2 separate regions of the Drosophila melanogaster genome follow, and region 2 is linked to region 1. A link is a contact called in public Hi-C data. All regions are on one chromosome and are shown on one strand. Each heading gives the region's core, a stretch centred on a gene start, on an enhancer-like site or on the middle of the called end of the contact. The rest is flanking DNA. Distances are from core to core; before and after follow the strand shown. Region 1 holds the start of Coq7 (Coenzyme Q7). Region 2 holds the start of CG11122.

Region 1 (5,313 bases), core at 1,292-3,791:
TCGATTCGATTCAATCCGATTCCATTACCCCACGTAGTCGCTTTTCACGAGTCCCCTGCACCCAGCTCTTCACTCTTTCCACAGCACTAAATTACTCGGGCTATCAAAGAGAATCTGGCGAAAGTAACTACCTAATGACATTATCACATATTCAAGTCACAAGGAACTATATAGCCTTTATGAGATATGTTATATGAAATTGTAAATTTAATTGCATTCATTCTTGAATTCGAAAATTCTTCAAATTTGTTCCAAATTTTTCGATAGTAAATTATTGATTGATAGCCCGCAAAAAATATATAATTCGATACGATCTACCCTTTGCTCCCACGCCAACCGCTTTTGTATCTATCTATCTATGATCTATGTATCCACTGTCTACTCGAACCTGCCCCTCTTTGTGCTTCCGATGTGCTCCGTTAAGTGTGAGTCCAAATGAGTGTTAAAATGAGTGTTTATGCCTCGTGACATGCGAACGATTGAACTAAACTAAAAAAACTTAAGCTCCCGATCCAGAATGCAGCTTGAAGTGCGGCAAGAACGGGTACTGCAACGAGCACCACATCTGCAAGTGCAACGTGGGCTACACGGGCCAATACTGCGAGACGGCCTTCTGTTTTCCGCAGTGTCTCAATGGCGGTAACTGCACGGCGCCGTCCGTCTGCACCTGTCCGGAGGGCTACCAGGGCACGCAGTGCGAAGGTGGTAAGTAGACGCGACTATTATGGACATTTAGCTCTATCTTTAATGCTTAACACGGTTAGCTTAGCGGAACAGATAATTTGATTTTGATATATACAGGGGGCCCAACTGTTTCAGCCTAGATCTTCTTCGAGATGGCAATAGCCGTCTTGCAGCCAAACTTGATTACCTCGGTCATGGCCTGGTAAAAGGGCGCTTGCTCGGCACCGTGATCAATGCCCGTGTCGTGGTGCTCCTGCTCCTCGTCCCGGAACTTGGTGATGGTGGCCAACAGCTCCTGCAAAATCATATAACGTTGTTACTTCGTCCGTTGCTTGGGGCAGTTGCAAATGGTACTTACCTTATCCGGGTTCGGTGCCTCCATTATCTGACGCAGCTGGTCATTGTAGTGTTCTACGATCACCGTCTCCACTGCCACCGTGCAGGCCATGGCTGCCTTTTCGCCCATGAGGGCGGTTCCGGCGCCCAGCACAAATCCGGCCACGTTCCAAATTGGCGTCATGATCGTTGGACGCACGCGGTGCTGTTGAATGAGCTGCTCGAACTGTTTACGATGCTCTTTCTCCTGCTCCCACATGTGTCCGATGGTCTTGCCCAGCGGTCCGTTGCCCAGAATGGCCATTTGCCCGGCGTAAATGCGATCTGCTCCCAATTCGCCGGCATGATCGACGCGTATAATCTCATCTGTGAGCGCATTTGGACGTGGACGCAGCGGGGTGGTTTCAGAGCTGCCTCCTTCGGTCGTGCCTGCTGATCCTCCTCCAGTTGCTGAGCTTAGATAGCGCTTGGAGAGCAGGCGTGGCTCGGGCCGGCTAAGACCTCTTCTCAGCATTCCATCTGCGTAGAAAAGGAGGGTGATACGATACGCGATGATTAAGTACACTTGGGGCAAGATAACTGGGCATTATATAAGAATGAAATGTGCCTGGCGCGCAACTAATAGTATCCCATTGTAATCAACAGGTATTTGCAAGGACAAGTGCTTGAATGGCGGCAAGTGTATACAGAAGGACAAGTGCCAGTGCTCCAAGGGTTACTACGGCCTGCGTTGCGAGTACTGTGAGTAGCAAACGGCTCAACTCTTATCGAGGCGAAACACTGAACCTTTGCCCACCCATTTCCCTCACAGCCAAGTGTGTGATCCCCTGCAAGAACGAGGGACGGTGCATCGGGAACAACCTGTGCCGCTGCCCCAACGGACTACGAGGCGATCACTGCGAGATCGGGCGCAAGCAGCGCTCCATCTGCAAGTGTCGCAATGGCACCTGCGTCTCCCACAAGCACTGCAAGTGCCATCCGGGATTCTATGGACGCCACTGCAACGGTCGTAAGTGCAGCGTTGATCCTGGAATGTCCGGTGATCAGGATGGGCTTATAAAAATTTGCTAATCTCATCGTTTTCAGGCAAGCGACGACATGTCCACCGAAACGATGACTCCAAGTTCTAGGGCTACCGGCGCACACGATCCAAAATATTCAATCAACTTTTCACTTTTCTACTAAACCAGCACGACAAGAACAACAGCAACAGCGACAAAAGGAAGAAACGAAAATAATTCTAATTGTGATACATTTTTTTTGTAATTTAACATAACATTTTTAAATAAAAACAAAATCTAAGAGTTAATGCGTCGTGATCTAGCGAAGATTTCGAGGGTCAGTTGTGAGCCACTGAGTGCAGTCTACTTACTCATTGCTAATTTGCAGCTTTCCACGAGATGTATTGTGTTGAATAAATAAATTATTAGGTAAAGTGCAATTCGCCGAATTGCCGAGCACAAAAACAATTTGCGTTCTGTTTATTTTTGCGCAATCCAATCCAGGGATGGGCCATCCTCACGTGCCTGCCACCGGTATCGCACCACGTTCGTGAGTCACGCCATTGACCATTGACTCAAACTGTTCATATATTTATTTTATATTTTCATATTATTTTAATGATAGCAGCAACACCATAGAACATCTCAACTTTATGGTTTTGATTAGATCAAAAACACTACGAATTTATTTACACATTTGCAGCCCTGACCGATCATCCGACGATAGCCGATAGTAACGCAATCAGCTGTGCCGCAACTCACAAATTACATACATATATGTATATACATATGTGATTGATCTGAGATGCAACATAAAGCATTAAATGCGGATTCTATGTGTATCTCAATGAAAATTACCACAATCGTCCCGGGTAACTACCCGCTAGGAGATTGTGGCGCGGTGGATTCAAATGCGTGATGCTAGCGCCACACCATGAGATTCGCTCTACAAGTGTCGCAGTAACTGATTGATAAACAGGAAGCCGGTATGTACAACACTGCTGGTCTTGGGATAGACGCACTGTCGTTTTTATTAAACAAAATCGATTCTTACTTATCATGCGTGTTCTAATTGTCCAAAATGCTTTTCGTATCAAAGTTCTAAACGATTCCAGCAGTCAAATTTCAATTTCGATTTTTCCGAACCCAGCTTCCTTGAGCTTTCAGACGGCGTTGGCATCAGAGTTAGTTCATGTCCATCTTTATTCCTTGCCATGTTATACCAGAATACATGAATTGATTCAGTTAAAACAATAGTTTAATTATTTGAAGCCGTTGTCAGTTAGAGTCCTATCTTATCATTATTGATCTTACAAATGTAGTAAACATGATCTCATAATTATGTTTAAAAAAAAAATGCTTAAATAGTTTGAAACTAGTACGAAATATGCATAAATGGGGTCCAGAAGAAATAAAAAAAAAAAAAAATTATAATAATGTTGTGGTGTTAGTGTTGATCCAAGTTGCTGGTTGCTGGGCGGACAACGAGACTGTTGCGGCGCTTGAACAGGTTGAACACAGAACCTGCCGCAGGAGAAGGAGCCGTCCCCGACGATGTTGAAGAGGCCGGTGGCTGTGGCTGTACCTCATTCTCCTCGCGGAATGAGCGGAGCAATTCGCCAGGATTAAGCGTTTTTCGTCGCTTTGTGATCCGCAACAACGACACAGGTTTCTCCACATCAGCCCCCTCGGGGCTCTGCATCTGAACGCCGGTCGACTTGAGTCTGATATGCAGACGCGGAATGGGTGGCCGCTGGGCCTTGGCCATTAGCTCAGCGTCTAGCTCAAGCATACATTTGTCGGATTTGTAACGTGTATAACGGAGACTGCTTTTTGTGATAATCAACCCATTCTGGAATTGGTAATGCACCTGACTAAGGTACCTCTTCAGATCGCTAAACGTGTGCACGTCCCGGAAGGATTTGATATCGTCCCGGTGGTAGGTATAGCAGTGCTGGATGTACTCATCGAAACCACCCGGCTGAGAGCGTGTGCAGAAATGGCAGACCAGGAAGCGGCTGTAGTGGTCCACCATATGGCGCAGCGTAGTCAGCTCATCGGTCGAGTTGAACATGCAGAAGGAACAATGGTATATCACTGGCGACACTAGCTGCCGGAAGCAGAAACGCTCGTCGGGCTTGCAGTGTTCCACTTGGCCGTGCTGGACAATTGTCTCCTTCGTTGGCATAACCACACTGCACAATCCGCACTGGTAGTATTCGTTAACAGCCCCACCACTTCCACTGGCACTGAGCAGCATCAGGGCATCAATTTCATCATCTGTTACGTGCTTCAGGTCATTGGGCAGGTGACCTATCTCACTGATGTGTTTCGCAAGATCGTGCCTGTTTTTATAGCGGTAGTCGCAGTAAGCGCACTCCATCGGTCGACGAATGTCCGCAGCCACTATGCTCCGGATAGAGTGTGTCGCACGCAGGTGCTCGCGAAGTGCCTTTGCATTGCCCCTAAATCTCTTGCACTCGGAGCAGAGCAGCATCGGCTGAACGCGGAAATAGAAGGGCTGGTCGGGATGTTCGCGGGCCCAGTGCTGGGAGCGTAGGTCCGGCAAGTTGGTGTTTGTCCCGTCGCAGTGTGTGCAGGCGAACTCCACGATTTTCTGTAGCAAAATAATAATGAGCATAAGGAAAACAAAATTGAAAATTGGGCCTGCATCAGCCACACTTTACTTACCGCGTCATCTTGTTCACCGTACTCGTCCGCCTCGTCGTCTGAATCCAGCAGGTCCACCACTTCCGTTACAACCTGTCTCTGGCTTAGCGGCAGGAATGCACTCTCCCCATTGTTCGGGATCTCCTTCTCAGGCTCCACTTCGATGGGCCGACCTATCTCCCAGCTTATGCTGTTCGGGATGTCATTAAGCACGCGTTCGAACTGCACCATTGCCAGTCCGCGTTCATGGGGATGCTTCTCTTGTATGTGTAAGACAACCTGGCGTTCGGCCAAATGCCCGAAAATGCAGTGGGGACATTGCACCGGATTGCGCGACTTATGCTCCTTGTCGCAGTGCATAGCGATCTTCTGGAAGCTGCTGGCCACCTCGTGACAGGTGGTGCAGTAGAAGCCTAGCGTCTGCTTGTTCTTACACACGATGCGCTGGTAGATTTGCACAGGCTGCACTTCCCTTTCCGGGTGCTCGCGAAGGATGTGTTCAATGAGCGCGGTGGCGAGGTTTCCACCAAATTCACAGTACGGACAGTGGTACTGGTAGTTGCGTTTGTGAACGGACGCCGCATGGGCCATGATCTGCACGGTCGTTGGAAAGTACTTGAGG
Region 2 (4,984 bases), core at 1,874-4,373, 4.4 Mb before region 1:
CCATCTGATATCGAAGAACGTGGCCTCTGAGATAGCAGCTAAGCTGTGCGACTCGGTGGCCGCCAGTTTGGATGGCAAGCAAATGGGCACATTCGACAGCATCGCCAGCCAGGTGAAGGAGGCGCTCACGGAATCGCTGGTGAGGATACTATCGCCCAAACGGCGCATCGACATCATACGCGATGCCCTCGAATCGAAGCGCAACGGCCGCCCGTACACGATAATCTTCTGCGGTGTCAATGGTGTCGGCAAGTCCACCAATTTGGCCAAGATCTGCTTTTGGCTGATCGAGAACGATTTCAACGTTCTGATCGCCGCCTGCGATACGTTCCGAGCCGGTGCCGTCGAGCAGTTGCGCACACACACACGCCATCTGAACGCACTGCATCCGGCGGCCAAGCACGATGGACGCAACATGGTGCAGTTGTACGAGAAGGGTTACGGCAAGGATGCCGCCGGCATTGCCATGGAGGCCATCAAGTTTGCCCACGATACGCGAGTGGATGTGGTGCTTGTGGACACCGCCGGACGCATGCAGGATAACGAGCCGCTGATGCGTTCCCTGTCCAAGCTAATCAAAGTGAACAATCCGGATCTGGTGCTATTCGTGGGCGAGGCACTGGTGGGCAACGAAGCCGTCGACCAGCTGGTCAAGTTCAATCAGTCGCTGGCCGACTACTCATCCAACGAGAACCCGCACATCATCGACGGCATAGTGTTGACCAAGTTCGATACCATCGATGACAAGGTGGGCGCCGCCATCTCCATGACCTACATAACCGGCCAGCCAATTGTGTTCGTGGGCACGGGTCAGACGTATGCCGACCTAAAGGCCATCAATGTGAACGCCGTGGTCAATTCCCTGATGAAGTAAGCCAGCCGTCGATCCGGCTATCCTTCCAATGCTCCTTGTTTGCATCCACTCTTTTCACCGAATCAAATATATGGCTTTTGTCTAGTTTGTTGTTGCGTAAATGGAATGCTTTGCCCACTGTTGGCTGTTGGTTCGTTTAGGATTAAGGATCGCTTGGCACTTCGATTACAAGTTGTTTTGTTTTTTTTTATTTTTTTATTAATGTTTATAACTTTATGCGTACAAAGAAGAGTTTAGTGTGTTGGGGGAAAAAATGGGGCGGGAGTAGTGTGTATGAATTAATATAATCTATTTGTAGAACTCGTGCTCCTGCTCGTCCTTCTTGATATTGTTCTTGTAGCCCTTCTCGAAGTCCTTGGCCAAAACGATGTAGCGATTCTCACGCACCGCGTGCATGCCCGCCTCTTGGCAAATGGCGTTGATATCGGCACCGGAGATCTTGTCCGGCCGCGCCACAAACTCCTCCAAATCGACATCCTCGCTTAGGTTCATCTTCGAGGTGATGGTGGAGAAGACGAGTCGCTTCTGCCGGCGATCGGGCAGCGGGAACTCAATCTTACGATCCAATCGACCAGGTCGCAGCAATGCCGGATCGAGTGTGTCCGCCCTGTTGGTAGCCATGATCACCTTAACGTTCGTGGTCTGATCGAACCCGTCCATCTGGTTGAGCAGCTCGAGCAGAATGCGCTGCACCTCGCGATCGGCGCCAGTCTGCGCATCGAAACGCTTCGTGGCAATCGCATCGATCTCGTCAATGAAGATGATGGCCGGCGCGTTCTCCTTGGCCAGCCTGAAAACGTCGCGCACCATGCGCGGTCCCTCGCCGAGGTACTTCTGCACGAACTCCGAGCCGACGACGCGTATGAACGACGCCGTCGTATGATGGGCCACCGCCTTGGCCAACATGGTCTTGCCGCAACCGGGCGGACCGTACATAAGCACGCCGCGCGGCGGATCGATGCCAATCTGCTTGTACAGCTCGAAGTGGGTCAGCGGCAGTTCGACTGCCTCGCGGATCTCCTGCTTCTGCATGTCCATGCCACCAATGTCCGCATAGCTAACGTCGGGCTTCTCATCCGGCTGCAGCATCGAAATGGAGCTATCCGCCTCTGGTGGCAGCACGTCCACCAGCGCGTTGCTGTGCTTGTGCAGGGCCACCGAGGCGGAGGGCTTCAGCAGCTCGCGATCGATGGTGGACAGGATGCGCACATAGTAATTGGAGCCGGTGGTGGAGCCCACAATGCCCGTGTTCTGATCGACGGCCTCCAGGAACTGGCCAATCACCAGCGGCACCGACTGGATGCGCTTCACCTCCTCCTGGGCGTGCAGATACTCCTTTTTCAGGTTTCGCTGCTCGTCCTTGATGTACTCCTCCTGCACTTCAATGAACTCCAGTGTCTTTTGCAGTTTCTACAACACAATGGCCGCTTAGATGGGTGATCAAATGGAAGACCAGTGGACGACTCACCTTGTAACGCACGTAGAGATCCTCCATGTCCAGTTCGTCCAGGGAACTGTGCGCATCTTTTAGCTTCAAGTCGGAGAGCTCGTCCTGGTGGAAAAAGTGGAATTGGGAAAGAGGTAATTAGTACGCATGCCAGGCGGCGCAGAGAGGCAACTACGCACCTTTTCCGGTATCAGTACGTCCATGTTGTACGGCATTCTTTTCGTTCAGCAATGAGTCTCGTTTTATTAGTTTGCGTTTTCTGCGAGGCGACCAAAATGACTCGTCAAAAACAAGCCAGCAGTGCGTTGTGGTGGCAACCCTGTCCGCAATCGATTGTGATCTATCGATGGGGCCATTTATCTATCAAATTGTGCTGCTCTTTCAATCGGTTTTTTTTTTCGATATATACTCTTTCTGATAAGAAAGCAACTCCTCTTTATTGGACAATATCCTATACCAGTTAGTCTGTAAAGCTAAAATGTTGTATACAAATAAATCTAATATCACATGTCATGTTTCTCACTTAATATCCGGAAAGTATTTTTTAATACGTTTCAAAGCATCTGGTGATGGGAAAAAATCAGCTGTCTGATAATTGCCCGATATATACCAGCTCTGATTGGAACAAAAGCTGATAACAGATTTATTACTAACAAAAACTATTTCGAATGCAGATCGCTTATAAGTAATTGATAAAATCGCAAGTTATTCTAAGCAATTCACGTAGAACCATGCCAAAGTATCGCTGCTCGAGACGCAACTATCGATAGTTCGAGTACCTTTCTCGCCAGCGGGTACAAGTGTGTACACACTGGCAAAACCCGACCATTTTGACGCGATTTCGATTTCCCATAAGAAAAAAAAAGAGTAGAAAAACACACACATTTAACATTTCGGTCGCTCCTGCTGCTTCTGTGTGTGCTATGTGTGCGTGTGCGAACGAACCAAATATATACACACACGAGCGCTGGTAGGACAGTGAAATCGAATTTGCTGTTTATATAGCACAATTCGATGGCTGATAATGCCGCCGCCGTCGCCGAAAAATCGTTTCCCCAATATCGCTAGCATCAGAACGGGAAAGAGAACGGGTACGAGTACGATTCCGATTCCGATTCCGAGTACGTTTCCCACAAAGTATCGTTGTCGTTGTCGTCGTTGTCCTGCTGCCGTGCCCCGCCCCCTCTGGCCGCGCCGCCGCCCCCTCTGCGCCGTACGCACGCATCGATTTGGGCTAAACGTTAGATACCTCCTAACGCAGTTGTTAGGGTGGAAAGAACGGCCAGGGAAAATTGAATGCGCTACACTGGTGGTCGAGCTGCTGCAATGCCGTGCTTAAATTTAAGTGCAAGGCACTGATACGGATCCGTTGGCGCTCCTGGTCTGGTCCGTATCCAAGCGAAAAGAACAAAATATACAAGAAAAAAACAAGAAACAAAACAACAAAACGGAAAGCAATCCCGTGAAATCCCGGAATACAGTGCAATACAACGAACCGAAACACAGAACAAAACGAATAGAACGAAACAAAACGAAACGTATTTAGATACGCAGGAGAGACCAAGTCGGGATATCCAAGTGGACAGTGTGGTCTTGTGCAGTGGAGTGGTAGTTATGCTATATATAGCTGTTGGCCAAAACAATAGTGTCCGATAACAGAGCGAGATCAATTCGAGGAGTTGAAAATGTTTATTGTATAATTTCCAATTGAGCAGGTGTGCGTGCGAGTGTGTGTGCGTACGTGTGTGTGAGTAGTTTTTGTTTTTCGCTGCTTCTTCTTGCGGTTTATTTGTCAACAAAAAGAAGAAGGAAGAACGAAGCAGTGTGCGTGCAGCAGTAAATTGTTGTCCGCACACCCCGCACTGCTTGCAGGAGTGGCGAAGCAGTTAACTTGTGCAACGCAACCACGGACGACCCAGTGGCCTCCACATGAAGACCATGTCGCGCTTCGGCCTGCGCCGTGGCTTCAAGTTCTCGGAGGAGCAGGTCAACGGCAAGAATCCAATTGGACCGGCAACGGCACCAGCCACGGCCGCTGCCTCATCTAATCCGCGCAAAAAACGACAGACCCGGCAGGAGGAGGATGTGGACGCGGAACAGGAAGAGGTGGAACCGCACGAGGATCAGCTGGAAGCGGAACAAGAGCCGCTCTCGCTGATCTGCAGCCTGCCGCTGGAGCGGCTGCCCCGTTTGGTGGAGAAGCTGCATCAGATGACGGAGGAACGGGAACGAGAACGGGAGAGGGAGCGCGAGCGCGAGCGGGAAGAGGCCGCCGGCCTGGGTGGAGCCGCGCACTCGAAGGTCCTGTGTCTGTACTGTGATAGGAAGTTCGCCTCCGGCAAGCTGCAGGCCAAGCATGTGGACAAGTTTCACACCGAGCGGCAGGAACGACGCTGCAGCGGTCGTTCCACCAGCTCCAATTCTCATCCCGCCGGCGGCTTCCCCGGCTGCCAGTGGTGTGGCCAGCAAGGCAATCGCCGCCAGGCCACGCCCCCGCAGATCTGCCTGCCGGCCAAGCATTTGGAGCAGCTATTCCAGCACCTCAGCGAGCAGCATGCAGATAAGTATTTCGCCTGCCAGCCGTGTCGCCTGCGGTTCCAGGACGCAGATCACCTGTTGGGACACCAGCGCCAGCAGCATTCGCTTCATCATCCGGAGGATGG

Evidence for each region. A called contact is a pair of places that touch in the nucleus more often than the background predicts.
Region 2: a Hi-C map of the Kc167 cell line shows a contact between it and region 1, with 3 times the contacts expected there. The contact joins the promoter of CG11122 here to the promoter of Coq7 in region 1. A contact is called at or near these places in 3 of 107 Hi-C or Micro-C datasets (the D17-c3 cell line, the Kc167 cell line and the S2 cell line).

What each region holds. Positions count from the first base shown.
Region 1 is chrX:6,768,453-6,773,765 of dm6, reverse strand. Coq7 (Coenzyme Q7) reads right to left here and starts at 2,541. Exons shown (of 3, transcript NM_143710.3): 1 at 2,393-2,541; 2 at 1,043-1,539; 3 at 727-979. The coding sequence starts at 2,396. The coding sequence ends at 821. It overlaps sov (small ovary), which reads right to left. Exons shown (of 7, transcript NM_132120.2): 6 at 4,713-5,313; 7 at 3,054-4,638. The coding sequence ends at 3,469. It overlaps shf (shifted), which reads left to right. Exons shown (of 8, transcript NM_132121.3): 5 at 517-705; 6 at 1,666-1,761; 7 at 1,832-2,029; 8 at 2,107-2,303. The coding sequence ends at 2,150.
Region 2 is chrX:11,122,865-11,127,848 of dm6, reverse strand. CG11122 reads left to right here and starts at 3,123. Exons shown (of 3, transcript NM_132457.2): 1 at 3,123-4,984. The coding sequence starts at 4,251. It overlaps Rpt3 (Regulatory particle triple-A ATPase 3), which reads right to left and starts at 2,748. Exons shown (of 3, transcript NM_001298179.1): 1 at 2,501-2,748; 2 at 2,343-2,426; 3 at 1,064-2,284. The coding sequence starts at 2,536. The coding sequence ends at 1,163. It overlaps SrpRalpha (Signal recognition particle receptor alpha), which reads left to right. Exons shown (of 3, transcript NM_080148.3): 3 at 1-972. The coding sequence ends at 874.